Linked DNA regions of Mus musculus: regions 2, 3, 4 and 5 are each linked to region 1. Evidence: chromatin contacts called from public Hi-C, HiChIP or PLAC-seq and promoter capture Hi-C data. All regions are on one chromosome and are shown on one strand. Each heading gives the region's core, a stretch centred on a gene start, on an enhancer-like site or on the middle of the called end of the contact. The rest is flanking DNA. Distances are from core to core; before and after follow the strand shown.

Region 1 (2,876 bases), core at 158-2,657:
ACCAGAGGTTCCCAGGATAGAACATGAGTAGGTTCCGGCCACACCCACTCCGGGAAGACATGCTGATAAATAACAAGTCAGGCTGGAAGAACTAAGCTCAGCAGCCAGTCTCTTCTCTAGACATAAAGGAAGAGCCCTGCCTTAGCTCCCGAGGCTGCATGGAGGGTCTGTCCCCAGGCACCCTGTGACTAGTGATGTCCTCATGAGCTGACAGCAGGGTCCACACTAACTTTACTTTTGTGTAGCCCAAGCTGATCACAGACTCTGATTCCTTCTGCCTTTACTTCCCCTGTCCAGATTATAAACTCTGGATGCCTTGGAGAGTTGGGGAAGGTTATTTTGTTTCTATTGTTTTGCTTTGGTTGTTGTTCTTGGTTTTGTTTTGTTTTATTTTTATTTTTAAATCCAGACAGGATTTTATTAGGTAGCCCAGTGTGGCTCTCCCACTAAAGATTCTCCTGCATCAGCCCCATGTATGTATAGGATTATCGGTGAACATCGCCACACCTGGCTCACATGTATTTTCAATTAAATGTAATACACCCCAAAGGGAGACATATATGGAGAGTTTCTGCCATCGGCTGTTGATTGTCAGTGGTATGATGTTAATGGCTAGTGGCTGTCGGCTGTTACTTGGCTAAATTCAGACCAGCTACTGTTTTCCATTTCCTTCAGTGATGTGTTGGAATCATAAAATTAAAAAAAAAAAGAAAAATAAAAAATAAAAAAGGTTGTTTGCTTGATTTTCTGAGACTGGGTTTCTTTTGTAGCCCAGGCTGGCCTAGAACTATGAAAGTGGGACCCTTCTTCTGCCCCAGCCTTCCGAATACCCACAGGCTTACAAGCAGTAGCCATCACACTCGTATGGCTAATTATCTTAGTTTTACAGATGCGAAAACTGGCCCAGAGGGGTTCAGAAATATGTTCAAGGTCGCACAGCAGAGAACGCCTCAATTTGAAGGTGACTGGTATATTCTCTCTCCATCTCAGGTCAAGAGTACCCGGAACTGGAACCCTGTGGGCTCCTCCGGTGAGGGTGTGGTTTGGCCCAGCGCCCCGTTGCACTGAACTCACTGGTTGACCTGAGCAGAGAGTGGAGAGATCCCTTTGCCGGGCTGGAGCTGTACCCCACGCCTGAGGGGATCGCTACTCGCGCCCTCCAACGCCTCGGTTCCACGCTTGAGCAGGTGGCATCTACGACGCAGTGAGACTTGAGCCATATTTTCCTAGCCTGCAACCTCCAGAGTGTCCCCCAACAGAAAGAAATCACCGCGTGCAAAGCACTAGCTAAGTCCCGCTCTCTGTGCTGTCCCTGACCCGCCCAAGTTCCGCCCCTCCGCTCGGCCCCGCCCCGGCGCGCCCTCGCTACTGTCACCTCTGGCCCCGGCCCGCCCGAGCCTCGCTGCCATTGGTGGCGGTGGTGAGGCCACTACCCCCATCCCTGCGGGAGCGGCTTGGGCGATGAATGAAGCGGGAGTGGGCTGCGCGCGTAGTCCAGAGCGCAGGGCGCAGCGCGGCAGCCGGGTTCGTGGGAAGGTGAGTGCTCTGGGATCTGGACTGCTTTGAGGTCTCGGACCAGGATGGGGACAGGGTCTGGCTCCGTACTAGATGCCTCCTAGGTATGCCAGACTCCGACCTGCTGACGTCAGGAGCGCGGCAGGTGTTTGCGGAGGCTGGACTAAAGCGCGGCGGAGCCCCGGGTGCGTTGTCTGAAGACACATCCCGGGGAACCAATGCGGGGACAGAGTGGGCTCAAGGGAGCCGGATGCAGAATTCACCCCTTCTCACTGCACATGAGGGAAGCTGCAAGTCTGCAGTGGGGTGGGGGAAGGCAGAGCCGCTGCGCTAGAGCGAGAGGGAAGATGGGAGTGGACTTGGGGCGCAGGAAAGCGTGAGGGGGGGGGGGGGACCGCTAGAGCTGTCGGCCCAGGTTAAAGGTTTGCTAGTATACGCAGGTGCGAGCCTCTGCGGGTCTGTTCAGCGACAGATCCAGTGGCTGTGGTGGTTGTTGCTAAGACCGAGGGAAACGTGGAGCACGGAAGTTGCTCACTAGTGGCGGGCTTTGTCCCTACGAGGAGCGCGGATGCCCGGGTCCCTGAGGCCCGGTACCTTCACGCAGCTCTCCGATGCCCCCGGACGCGTGTGTACGCCAACGAGAGTTCGGGTCGCTTTGCTGCCTGATTGGCACGCTTAGCTCCAAACCCGGGAACTCAAGGCAGGGTACCTCCTTCACAGGAGAGGTGAGCATCTGTAGGAAAAATGAGATAGAGACACATAGTCGCACCTTATAGCTTGGGGCCCCAGGCGCAGTGGCTTGAGTTTAGCGTGATGAGGATTGCTGGCCTCCCCCAGACATGGCCTTGGGGTGTTTCTGTCCCAAGGTGTTGAAACTGCCCATTTGTGATGGAACTATCCCAACTTCAGGGCAGTGTTTTTTGTTTGTTTGTTTGTTTTGTTTTGTTTTGTTTTGTAGTTTAGTAAACCAAGGTAGCTGTCTAGTCAGCTGTTGTTAAAGCAGCTTGGGGCAGGTGGACGGCAGGGAAGAGAACACCTGGTGTTTAGCCGAATTATTTATAAATCTTAGCTGTGGTAATGGGGACAGCAGGCGCTGTTTGCTGAGCCTGGCATTTGCTGGCTTGGAGAGGGCTTTGGATAAGAGCAGTCCCAGGCAGCATTTTAAAGTCCCCTTGCACAGAGGAGCAGCCTGGGGCACCGGGATGTTTGGCTTGCCTAGAAATGACACAGGGGAGACCGGAGGTTTGTATCATTTGCCAGCCATTCTCTCTTCAAGAAGAGAGGAAAGCCAGGTCAGAGAACCAGCAGTTACCAGGACAGGACTATGCTGGTGGCCAAAGGTACCTACCTGTTGGCTGTGA
Region 2 (2,739 bases), core at 5-2,504, 410 kb before region 1:
TTTGTTAGACGGTTTCTCACTAGCTGTATCTCTTGGGTTTGGAGTGATGGCTCAGCGGCTGCTCTTCCACAGGACCCCAGGTTCAATTCCCAGCACCCATATGGCAACTCTAGTTCCAGGGAATCTGACACTCTCACACAGATATATACATATAGACAAACGGCCAAACGCACATAAAAATAACTTTTAAAATAATAAATTAATAATGCACACACACAACCACAAAGAGTCTTTATAGTTTTAGAAGTCTTTAGGGTCTCTAGATTTAGAAGCCCAGGCTGGCTTTGTACTTGTGAGATTTTTCGAGCCTCAACCTTCTAAATGCCAGGATTATACAGGCCTGCACTTCCAAGCCCTGTCATTCCAGAGTTCTTGGGTGGATTGGGTCACCAAAAGCTTTGGGGTTTTAGTTTCAAGGAGATAAAATACCTGGGAAATGTAAGCGTTTCAAGACTCGGAACCACGTGTGTTCCGGAAGATCCGGTGACTCGGGAAAAACAAAAACCAAAACTAAAACTGTCTCACTGCTGGCGCTTACAGGTGTGGGGAGTCCTTTTCCAAACAGTGCTAAGGACTGAACAAAACTGGGGCGCGGTGAGAAGGGCCCACCGGAACCAGAACACGGCGTCGGTGGCGCATGCGGACCCGGAAGCAGCCTGTCACCATCGCAGGGCCGACGAATCGCCCTTTGTTCACAACGCCCACCTGGGCCTAGCTCGCAGATCCCCAAGTCCCCGCCGGCGCCGGCTACAGCCAGCCTCCCGCCGCCCGCGCGCACCTGCGGCCTCCGCCGTCCGCGCCGCGCGCACAGCACCAAGATGGCCCCGGCCCAGCCCCGGGGATGCGCTCGCCTAGATGCTCCGCAGTGGGGAAGCCAGAAAAAATCGCCCGGCTCTCCGGGAAGCGCGGCGCGGTCCCCGCGACCTGGTGCCCTTCCTACGTCGTCACCATTCAGCTCCCGTCACCTCCTGGTCCACCCGCCGCCAGCAGATAGCGCGGCCCCCGCGCCCAGGTCTGCGTGCCCCGCTTCCTTTTGCACCCCGTCGCTCAGGCCCCGGGCCGGCTCACCGCGGTGGAGCCCTTTTTGACCGCCTCCTGCGCGTACTCCACTTGGAAGAGGTGGCCGTCGGGCGAGAAGACGGTGATGGCGCGGTCGTAGCTCATCACTGCGGACGCACTAGCTCGGGCCGCCGCCGCTCAAAAGCGCACACTCACCGTCAGCGCCCCGCCCTCCCGGGCCACGCTGCTGGCGTCTGGCGTCAGGGGGACGTGCGGCACGGCGGGGCGGGGCAGGGCGGGCGGAACCACCGAAGCTCAGCACAGGGGGCGGTGTACCGGCTACCGGCTGGACGAAGAGCGCAGGCCGGGTGCAGGGGGCCTCCGCGCGGTATCCTGACCTGGGAGGCAGTCGCGTAAGGCGTGGGGACGCGGGGGACTCGAGCGCGCATTGGCGACAGGCAGGCGGGCGAGCCCACGGCACCGCGCCCCCCGTGTCCCCGCCCCCGCTCTGCGGAGAATGGGCACCTCGGGCCGCGGGGCGCAGCCGGAGAATAAACCCCAATGATCACGGGCTGAGTCCGCGCCACCACCATGTCCGTGGCCTTCGCGTCGGCGCGGCCGAGAGGCAAAGGGGAGGTCACTCAGCAGACCATCCAGAAGGTGGGCATGGCCGAGGGGGTACAGAGTGCGGGTGGGCGCGGGGCACGAACAAAGCCGGGGCACAGCCCGCCGCACGGAGCCCTGACGGCGGCTCCCCGCGCCCCCAGGAAAGCCTGCGCCAACTTTGCTGGAGGCACTGGCAGCGGGGGCCCGGCGGCCGCAGGGGGTGGGGACCCCGGAGCGCGTTGCGCGTTCTTCTCCCAGAGCGCCCCAGGCAGCAGACGCAACAGAGCGAGACGCCAGGGCCCGCGGCCCCTCCAGCCGGGGCGGGGGCTTGTCGCGCTCTGCTGACAGCCGTGGTAGCGACGGTCGCGCGCCTTTGCGCGATGCTTGGCGAGTGGAGAAGGGGGAGCAGGCAGCCTGGAGGCGCGCCGCTGCGGCGAGCTGGCCGCTCTTGTGAGGTACTGCGGTGCCCTGCACAAAGGAACGCATCCAAAGTGTGCGTGCCATTTCCAGAGCCCGCACCGCTGTCCAGAGCTTGCTGCACGCGGCGGACTTGAGGCTAGCGCAGCCCCGCCCCCGCTCGGGCCACTGGGTATCCGCGAGCCTCGCCTTCTGCACCCTGGCTTCAGACACCGCAGGTTTGTCCTGCAGTCTCTCAGTTTCATCCTTTAGTTTGGGCCAGTTTCTCAGAGAAGGCGTTTGCGTGGGTGTGTGGACGTCTTTAACAAAAGGAAGCTTTAAGTTTTGGCTTGGACACTTTAGCTTCTTACTGTTTGCCTTCGCGGTTCCAGGCATCTTTCTTACGCGATGGCTTTTCCTAATTCTGGTTCCTTTTACAGAATTCTTGAATTCTTTTGAGCCAGTTAGTTCCCAAAGGAAATTGGCCTCTCTACTCCCTCAGAGGCTTGTGGGGATTTTCTTCGCTTGTCGCCTGTTTCCCAGATCACCCTTGCTATCCTCCTTAGGAACATAATGGTTATCACTGTTGGCAAGTCCTAGTTAGCAGGGGAGATTATTGGAGGAAAGCAGAAATGCAGGTTTTATAGATCTTGCCACATTTAACTTTTTGCAGAAGTGACTTAGTGAAGGAGGCTACAGAGGCTACGTGGTAAAGCTAATAGTAGCCCTTCCGTGTGG
Region 3 (2,700 bases), core at 71-2,570, 320 kb after region 1:
CCTGGGATCTTCCTGCGTCTGCCTCCACGACCTCTCCAAAGGACCTCGGCGTAATTTTGCTTTTAGGCCGGGTCTGGAGTCTTGGAGCCAACAGAGGCCCGAGGTGAGGGGCCGCACCCGTCCTGAGGAACAGGTCTAGTTGAAGCAAGCAAGGCCCTGCAAGTTGGCTTAGAAGGGGCTGGGTTCCCCATCCAACGCTAGGATGTGGTCAAGCGCGATGCTCTGTGCCTGCGCTCCTGAGCCTTGGGCAGTCACCTGTCAGATGTGGGACCATTCACTAACTGCTCACTCCCGTAGCCTTTTAGCTGAGATAGTTCAGTGGATGCGGCAGGGTCTAGAGTCCAGCGCCAACTCTCTGGCTTTCTCAGACGGACTTCTCATTCTGCACCCAACAGTTCTGTAAGCGGAGTACTGGGCTTTCTCATAGAGTCCCGCCAGCGAGGACAGGGAACAGTCTAAATAGAAAGGCGGCTGCAGAGGGGATCGGAGCCCTCAGGGCTTCTCGCCGCAGTGTTTGCAAAGCGCCGAGGGCGATCCTGAGAAGGTGGCACACTTGTCTGGGCAGGGCCCGAGCGCGGTGCCCGCCGAGAACGGGTAAATCGCTGCCTGGCCAAAGGGCGTTAGAGGCGCGGCGGCCACCGGCGCCGCGAGGCCCTGGCCTTGGTTGAGGTATGCTACCAAGCGCCGCATCTCCTCCAGGGCCTGCGCCTGCATGAGGATGTAGTTTTTGGCCAGCAGAAGTGTGGCTATCTTGGAGAGCTTGCGCACCGACGGGCTGTGCGCGTAGGGGATGACTGCGCGCAGTCCGTCCAGCGCGTCGTTCAGGTCATGCATGCGTCGCCGTTCGCGCGCGTTGATGCTGAGCCTCAGCGAGCGCTGCTCCCGGGGCCGCCGCCGTGCGTCAACCGCAACCCCGGACCCTCGCCGCCGCCGCCGCCTCTCGAAGGCTTCGTCCTCGTCGCCGCTCTGCTCGCCGCTGCTCTCCACCGTCGCGGCGGGGACACGAGAAGCGGGAGCCGCCGGGAGGTCGCCACCCGGACCCGATGCACCGAAGCCGCGTGTGGTCTCCGGTCCGCGCGCTGCAGCGTAGGCGTGGCCGGTCGCCGTGTAGCTGTGGCTCAGCGCCAGGTACGAGTCCCCCGACAGCGACTTGAGCTCGGCCATGACCTCTGGAGCCCGCTACGGCAGTATGGCTTCTTGCCCTGCGGGCGCGTCCACCTGTCCAGCTGTCTGTCAGTCCCCGGGCCTGCGCGTGGCCTCTCCGGCCGGCCACCCTTCCTGCGCCTTCTCACCAAGGCGCGTGGCCGGCCGGGGCCGCTCTACCTCCCACTCGTATTGGCTTCGTTTTTAAGCTGCTGAGGCTCCCGATGGGACTTCACGCCGTCCAATCAGAGGGGACCTGCTGCCGGCATCTTCCCAGCCCCGCTCCACCCTCTATGCGGACCCACGGGCCTGAAGATGGGAGCCGCGGAACCTGAGGGCGCTTTGCCTGCTTCTTGGCCCCTCAACTGCCATTTCTTGTTTCCTACGGGGTCACTTTCCCAAAGCTCCAGTCTTGCCTTGTTCTGAGACCCCATCCGCAGGAGCTGCGCGCTGAGCGGGAGCTCCCAGCTGGGTTCTCCTCCAGGTCTCCGTATCCTTGCGAGTTGAACCAAATCAAATCATCTTCCTGTAGGCGGCAGGTCGTCGGTCCCTTCTGTCTGTCGCCTCAACACAAAGTTCTCCTGACAGGTGTATTCCAGTGTGGCTCCCGCGTTTGGGATGAAACCTTTTGCTTAGGACAGACAGACGTTTCCCTCGACTTCTGAGGTGAAGGATTCCCAGTCTTGTCCTGGGGGGAAGAGTATGATGGATTTTCTGTTTTGGCTGGGGAGTGAGGGCTGAGCAGAGGTCGCTGTAGAAGTGTCCAGGTTCCTTCTTGTAAGTGAGGAACTGGGGTTGACTTCACCTGCCCAGGCTTCAGTCTCAGCCCAGACCCCTCCCCACACAACAGATAATCTAGAGCCTGGTGCTTCCTGTGCTCCGGCTGGTCCTGAGTGTCTGGTTCCTATGTTGTTACACACTCAGGAGCAGGGGCTGTGCTAGGGGCTGGCTCATCTTTCCTAGTATGGGAGCCACGAAGCCAAAGTCTCTGCCTTATTGGAGACTCAAACTCTCTGAGGTTAGGAAAGGCAGAGCAGGTTGAGTTTCTGGTACCACCTAGTGCTGAAGGCTCCCTTTCTACCTAAAGAACATGAGGAGCTGCAGGCTGCAGGCTGGCCCTTCATATTTGTCAACTAAAGCCCCAAACATGAAGGCTGCTGAGGGGCTTGGTGCTTTTTGAGAAGTCCTCCAAGGTATGAACTTGTTAGGGCTCTGTGGTTTCAGCAAGAGGTCGATTCTCTTCAATATGGTAAGAGATGGGGTCTCCCTGGCTTCCAACTCTGTTCTGAGTTTCACCAGAAAAAGAAATTATTCAGTTGTTGGGCACTCTCTAAGAGCGCATAGATGCTAGAGGCACACTTGTGAAGTGAGTGTCGGTGAGAGCCATGTGTTTTCTGGAAGGTTCCAGGAACTCTATGTCATCACCAGTATGCAAGAACACAGATACAAACACATATGTGCTTAAGGAACATCAGACTTTGCTCTGGGCCTGGAAAAGAAAGAAACCAGACAACATCTTCTTGACTGCCAGAACTAGTTCACCATGTGGCCAGCTAC
Region 4 (2,700 bases), core at 94-2,593, 340 kb before region 1:
GTAACCATGGCAACGCCTTTGTTTCGGAAGCCTGGCCCGCCTCCCTCTGTCTCTCTCTTTAGGAGCTGAGCGTGCAGGGGGCTCTTTTCCAGTCCCAGCACGTCTCTCCTGCGCCAGTGAGAAGGGGCCACCAGAAAGCCAGGCTGTCCCTGGGGTGGGAGCTAGAGAGGCAGACAGGGTCTGCTGGGCCACTCCGTGTTTGCAGAGGACTTGAGTATCTGCAGAGTGGGCCACAGAGGCGGGGGGGGGGGGGGACGGGACACGACACGGACCTGTGTGTGAGTGTGAGCACCACCTTACTGGAGGAAGAAGTGTGGCCTTGGAGAAGAATCCTTCATTATGTGCTGAAGAAGGTTCATGGGGGGCATTTAGAACCCCTTTGCTAAAGCCTCAGACTGGCTTAGCAAAAAACCCAAGTAATTACTCAAGTAACTGGAAAGCCTTGGACTGATGTCAGGTGCAGCTGGCCCTGGATGACCTGGGGGACTTGGTTCCTCCTTGGTTTCCTGCTTTCAAACGACCTATAGCGGCCCTCACCTCACTTGCTTCTGGGTAGGTTTGTGAAAGACAAGAGACATCTAACTTGCTTCCCTCAGGTTTGACACTGAGCTGAACCTCCTGGCTAGGATCGGACCACAAGTCCCATACCTTTGCAATTCCTGTGCCCTGCAAAGTCCTATGCAAGTCAGTAGCCATCTTGATTCATGTCACTTCACCTTTCTCAAACCAGACCCCACATTCCAATGTGATGAGGAGGCTGGGGAACCCTGGCTACAGAGAAAACTGAGTGTTCAGAGAGGTCAGATAGCTTTTCTGAGGCCAAACAGGCTGCAGGCGTGTCCCCAGAGATTCTGAGTTTAACCAGGAGCCACTGCAGACCACAGGGCGCCTAAGGGTGTTAAACAGGATGAACCGGCCAGGGAGGCCACTGGAGGGGTAAACTGGCCCCAGGGTATGTTAAGTCACGATTGGCGCGCAAAGGCCGGCGGCCACATTTGCCATTTGTTCATACCCCAGCAACCGTGAGAAGCGTCTGCGGGGTCGGGAGCCAAAGGGTGGGTCTAGCCCAGCGCCAGCCTGGGATCGTTCACGCCCAGCCACCTGACTCACTGTTTGTAAACTAGCCTCTCCCAAGGTCACTCCCCTTCCTCCTGCCTCCCCTTCCTTCTAGCTCCAGTATCTGCATAAACCCACCTTCTCCAAGGGGTGATTGGCTGGGCGCGCCGCCACTCCCCCGTGTGAGCCGGATTATGATAGGGCCGAGGGAGAAGCTGTCCGGAGAACGTGATCGGCATGGTTCCGCCCCCGGCGCGGCCTGCGGGCCGAGCGTTGATTGGCCAGGCGGCGGCTGACGGACGGCGCGGGGCGCGGCGAGCGGCGAGCAGCACGGCGGGCTGTAGGTCGGAGAGGCGCGGGCCGCACTTCCGCTTGGGTGTCAGAGGGTTGCCGGCTGCGGTCGGGGGCGGGGCGGCCGTGGGGTCGGCGACTCCGCGGGGACCGCGTTCGGGTGAGTGGGCTGCAGCGGGGCGGGCGCGCGGGGACGGGTCTCGGGGAGGCCCATTTGCCACCTAGGCCGCGGCTGGGCTCGGGCTGGAGAGTCGCGGCGCTAGGCCGCCGGGAGTGTGGACGACCGCGGGAGGGACGGGGCCCCGTGGGGCTCCAGCGAGGTCCGCGGTCGCACGCGAGGGACTCCGGCGTTCTCCCTTTGCTGGGCGAGCCGCGCATCCCCTCGGGGCGCGCGGGGAACTTGGTGCCCGCGTGGCCTCAGGTCCGAGGGCCTATGTCTCCACAGCAGAGTCGGAGCGCGCCTTCAGACCTGCACCAGCGAGGCAGCCAGGGCTGTCCGCGCTGAGTGCGGTTGGTGGGCCCCGCGTGGAGGCGGAGGCACCGGCGGCGGCGCTCTGTCCCCCTTGCTCCTCCGAGACGCTGCGGCCGAGTGGGGCGCCTCAGTCTTGAGAGTTGGACAAGCTTTTGAGTTATGTTCTTGTGGGTCGGCCTTTGCACATCTGGATCAGTGGTTCTGTGGGGCTCTGCACACACTCGGAGGAGGCCTTCGTGTAGGCTAGGCTCCATATTGTCAGAGATGTTGATGGGACAGCTCCTGAGTGGGAGCCTCAGGGATGGGGAACTGCTGACCCTTTCTGCAGAGAGCCTGGACCCTGCTAACTGTCACCTGTCATCTCTCCCACCTTCACTTCTTGCTTGTGGCATGTGACATCTGGTGTACCAGTAAGAGATACATATGGGTCAGTCGTCTGCAGTGGGCTCTGACAAGCAACAGGTGCTCCAAAGTGTTAGTTCACTGATGTGAGTAAGGAAACAGGAACATTTGAGTGGACACATTGTCCGTCGCCTCCCATTGCCTCTGATGGTGCCAACTAAAGGGTGACAATGAGGAAATGGGTGGCTGCATGTCCTCCATAGAATCTACCTTCCTGTTTGCCCCAGGTACTGTCTGGTAATAACAACTCTTATCTCAGGGGACGCTAATTTTGAGCAATTATTTGCTCTAGATCATTAGAAGCATGAGTCTTACAGCAGTCACTAACATTACCTTTATTCCCAAGGAAAAGAGAGCTCAAGTAGCTTACTTCAGAGCACCTAGTAGCAAATTAAGTAACAAAGGTACCGAAACCCAGACTTCCTTTTTCTCTCTCTCTTTTTTTTTTTTTTTTTTTTTTTGTTGTTGGTAAGGATGAG
Region 5 (2,700 bases), core at 12-2,511, 390 kb before region 1:
TACGTGTGTGTGTGTGTGTGTGTGTGTATGTATGTGTGTGTATGTGTGTATATATATGTGTGTATGTTAAAGTGCTGTATTAGTGTGTATGTGTGTGTGTATATGTAAAGTGCTGTGTTAGTGTGTGTTAATACTTTTTGAAAGAAAAGAACACTTAAAATATGTATCACCCCAAAAGTTCAATTTGAAATGTCTTACATTAAGAATTTCTTGAATGTTGTGTATATATTTTTAAAAGCACTTTGTGAAATAGTTTGTACATTTATTTCCTAATTTATACCTGATTTTGGTGTTAATATATTTAATGATTAATATTGTTTATTTAATGTTTTATTGATTTTTATGTAATTTTGTGGGGGAAAGTGATGCCAGTCTTTTTCATTGCCTGTATTATAGCTTTTCTTCTGTAACATGAATGTTTGAAAAGTCCTAGGCTGAAATGAACCCTTCGTGCAGGTGTGGTTGACTGTGTTTTGTTTTCAATGGTTCCTCCTACTGAAGGCCAGAAAAGATGCAAAGGGAGATTTGGAAATCGCTGCTCATTCTTCCTCCTGTTTCCCAGCATCCGTTCAATACTTGGTGAACTTGACCACTGAGGACTGGGGTTTTCAGATGTGCTGACCACTACGCGCTGCGCTTGTCAGGGGCTATGGGTGGATGGACATCTCTGCAGACTTAGCATATAGCACAGTGGGAGATGGGAGATGTCCGCAGAGGCACTGGGCAGACACAGGCCTGGCCCAGAAAGGAGGTGTTTTCCTTTCCTGTTGTACCTGTTCTCAGACGTGGGCTTCAGTGACTGAGTGTCCGTTCAAACTTGTAAAAAGAGGAAGACTTTCCATTTCCATTAAAACACTTTTTTAGCCATTACCTCATTTCTGTTTATTGAGCATGTTACGTCTGTCTTGTTATTTGTGAACGAAGTACAGTTTTTAAACACCCTATCATTTTCACCCTTGTTTGGTTGGTTGGTTAGACGGAGGCGCACTGTACAAACCTATGTGACTCTCAGACATTCCCGGCCTCTTTTTCCCGAGACTGGAATTAAAAGCGTGCGACCCGGCACCTGGCTTTTTCCTGGTTTTGTGAGACAGGATCACTGTGTGTCTCAGGCTGGGCAGGAATTCACGGCGATCCTTCTGCTCAGCTTCCTTGGTGCCCAGACTTTGGCTTTGGAGCCACAGAGACCACGGGATTCGGGGGGCGGTGCCTCGCCTTCCGGTTTGCTGCTGCACTGCGCGTGCGCGGCCAGAGCCCGACCCGGAACCAGTCGAGCGAGCGGAGGTGGGAGCTGTCGGGAGCGGGTGGGTGCGGGCGGCATTGCACGGGTGTGCGTTCTCCGGCGGCAGGCGGCGGGCGGGATGACTGGGCGGGATCTCTCTCTGTGTGCGGTGGCTCTAATGAGGAGAGCCCGTCCGGCCTGATCGCCGTAAAGTTGGTTTCTGAAAGACTCGCTCTCGCCTTAGCTTGAGCGTGATGGCGCACGCTTGTAAGCGCAGCTTCCCAGATGAGACAGGTGGATTTCTAGGAGTTCGAGGCCCGCCTAGGCCACATAGTGAGACCATGAACAGAAAACAATGGCAGAAACGTCCCCTTGCCCAGCTCTTTTGGAAAGCCTTTATGGATGCGCTACTAGGGTAGAGGCTCACCTGTTAAGATGCAGGCGCCGCAGTGTGTCGCCTAACTATGGGCAGTTGAGTCTTCCTGAGTCCCCGCCTCCGCGGCTTTGTAGAGGCATTCTTTTAAAGATGAGGTAAAGAAGCATTCTGCACACTAAGGATCGGTAGAGATGCGCCTGGGGTGCGAGCAAATGGCCTTGTTCCTACTCAGAAATCTAAAGGACCAGCATGGAACAGTTTCGGAGCTGTCGGGAGGTTTCCCTGCCTGCATGTGAACCAGTCTGGGACCTTGAGTGCTGGGTCGGGGATTGGGTGGGAGGTGGCAGCTGTCCCTCCAGTCAGTCTGTCCCACAAGGCCCCATAGGGCAGGCACCCAGACAGCAGCGTTGTTGAACGCGTGCTTTATTTTGTTTTTGAGACAGGCTCTCCCTTGCTGGCCTGGCACCCAGATGCCTGTCTGGCTTCCGGAGTGCATCTGCCACCGCACACAGCAGGAACACTTACCCCCACCCCCGTGAATGGCATATAATTAAGTAAAAACCATGTAATGTGAGTTGTCAGGTGACAAAATGATACTCCAGTTTCTAAATGTTTTCCACATGAAGAACGAAGTAGATCACAAACATATGTAATGAAGTGTAAAAGTATGTAGCAGAAACAGTAATGCCCGCGTGGGATTTAATATCCGGTAGCAAAGTGAAAATGGAATGCTTAGAATTAAGTTAGTTAACTGTGAATACTGTTAACCAATTGTGCTTAGCCTATAAAAGAATAACACTGAAGAAATGAAAACATTCCTCAAGAATGCTTTTTTTTTTCCCCCTTTCTCTTTTTTTAAGACAGGTTTGCATGTGTCTGGCTCCCTGGCTGGCCTTGAACTTGCTAAGTAGTAGAAGATGACCTTGAACTTCTGACCTTCCTACCTCCACCTCCTGAGTAAGTGGTGGCATGCCTGGATTATGTGATTCCAGGGGTCAACCCCAGGGCTTTGTGCATGCTAGGTCGGTAGGCATTCTACCAACTGAGCTACACCCCTCTTCCACAGTGCTTTCTTCTTTCTCATTGAAGACATCTTGGCACA

What was found. Promoter capture Hi-C pulls out the DNA fragments that hold promoters and counts their contacts. Hi-C and Micro-C count contacts between places; a contact is called where the count stands out from the background. HiChIP or PLAC-seq counts read pairs in DNA pulled down with a chosen protein or histone mark.
Region 2: a contact with region 1 is called in a promoter capture Hi-C map of pre-B cells, with 2.4 times the contacts expected there. The contact joins the promoter of Psma7 here to the promoter of Slco4a1 in region 1. A contact is called at or near these places in 2 of 39 promoter capture datasets (the C10 cell line and pre-B cells), 1 of 484 Hi-C or Micro-C datasets (embryonic stem cells) and 3 of 115 datasets of contacts at active chromatin or transcription factors (effector CD8 T cells, embryonic stem cells and pancreatic cancer cells).
Region 3: an H3K4me3 HiChIP or PLAC-seq map of embryonic stem cells shows a contact between it and region 1, with 5 times the contacts expected there. The contact joins the promoter of Bhlhe23 here to the promoter of Slco4a1 in region 1. A contact is called at or near these places in 17 of 39 promoter capture datasets (the 3T3-L1 cell line, 3T3-L1-derived adipocytes, the HPC-7 cell line and 10 more), 18 of 484 Hi-C or Micro-C datasets (the G1E-ER4 cell line, cerebellar granule neurons, cerebral cortex and 7 more), 16 of 115 datasets of contacts at active chromatin or transcription factors (differentiating embryonic stem cells, embryonic basal ganglia, embryonic hindbrain and 8 more) and 1 of 9 other capture datasets (adipose tissue).
Region 4: a contact with region 1 is called in a Hi-C map of CD8 T cells, with 6 times the contacts expected there. The contact joins the promoter of Osbpl2 here to the promoter of Slco4a1 in region 1. A contact is called at or near these places in 4 of 484 Hi-C or Micro-C datasets (CD4 T cells, CD8 T cells and embryonic stem cells), 1 of 115 datasets of contacts at active chromatin or transcription factors (pancreatic cancer cells) and 2 of 9 other capture datasets (adipose tissue and liver).
Region 5: a contact with region 1 is called in an HNF4G HiChIP or PLAC-seq map of pancreatic cancer cells. The contact joins the promoter of Mtg2 here to the promoter of Slco4a1 in region 1. A contact is called at or near these places in 1 of 39 promoter capture datasets (stem cell-derived epiblast-like cells) and 1 of 115 datasets of contacts at active chromatin or transcription factors (pancreatic cancer cells).

The regions. Positions count from the first base shown.
Region 1 is chr2:180,454,838-180,457,713 of GRCm38.p6, forward strand. Slco4a1 (solute carrier organic anion transporter family, member 4a1) reads left to right here and starts at 1,408. Exons shown (of 12, transcript NM_001355218.1): 1 at 1,408-1,536.
Region 2 is chr2:180,041,210-180,043,948 of GRCm38.p6, forward strand. It overlaps Psma7 (proteasome subunit alpha 7), which reads right to left and starts at 1,255. Exons shown (of 7, transcript NM_011969.2): 1 at 1,069-1,255. The coding sequence starts at 1,164. Ss18l1 (SS18, nBAF chromatin remodeling complex subunit like 1) reads left to right here and starts at 1,274. Exons shown (of 11, transcript NM_178750.5): 1 at 1,274-1,659. The coding sequence starts at 1,591.
Region 3 is chr2:180,775,580-180,778,279 of GRCm38.p6, forward strand. It overlaps Bhlhe23 (basic helix-loop-helix family, member e23), which reads right to left and starts at 1,321. Exons shown (of 1, transcript NM_080641.5): 1 at 1-1,321. The coding sequence starts at 1,164. The coding sequence ends at 493.
Region 4 is chr2:180,117,963-180,120,662 of GRCm38.p6, forward strand. It overlaps Osbpl2 (oxysterol binding protein-like 2), which reads left to right and starts at 1,344. Exons shown (of 14, transcript NM_144500.4): 1 at 1,344-1,507.
Region 5 is chr2:180,069,332-180,072,031 of GRCm38.p6, forward strand. Mtg2 (mitochondrial ribosome associated GTPase 2) reads left to right here and starts at 1,262. Exons shown (of 10, transcript NM_181424.3): 1 at 1,262-1,284; 2 at 2,463-2,555. Ss18l1 (SS18, nBAF chromatin remodeling complex subunit like 1) reads left to right here. Exons shown (of 11, transcript NM_178750.5): 11 at 1-870.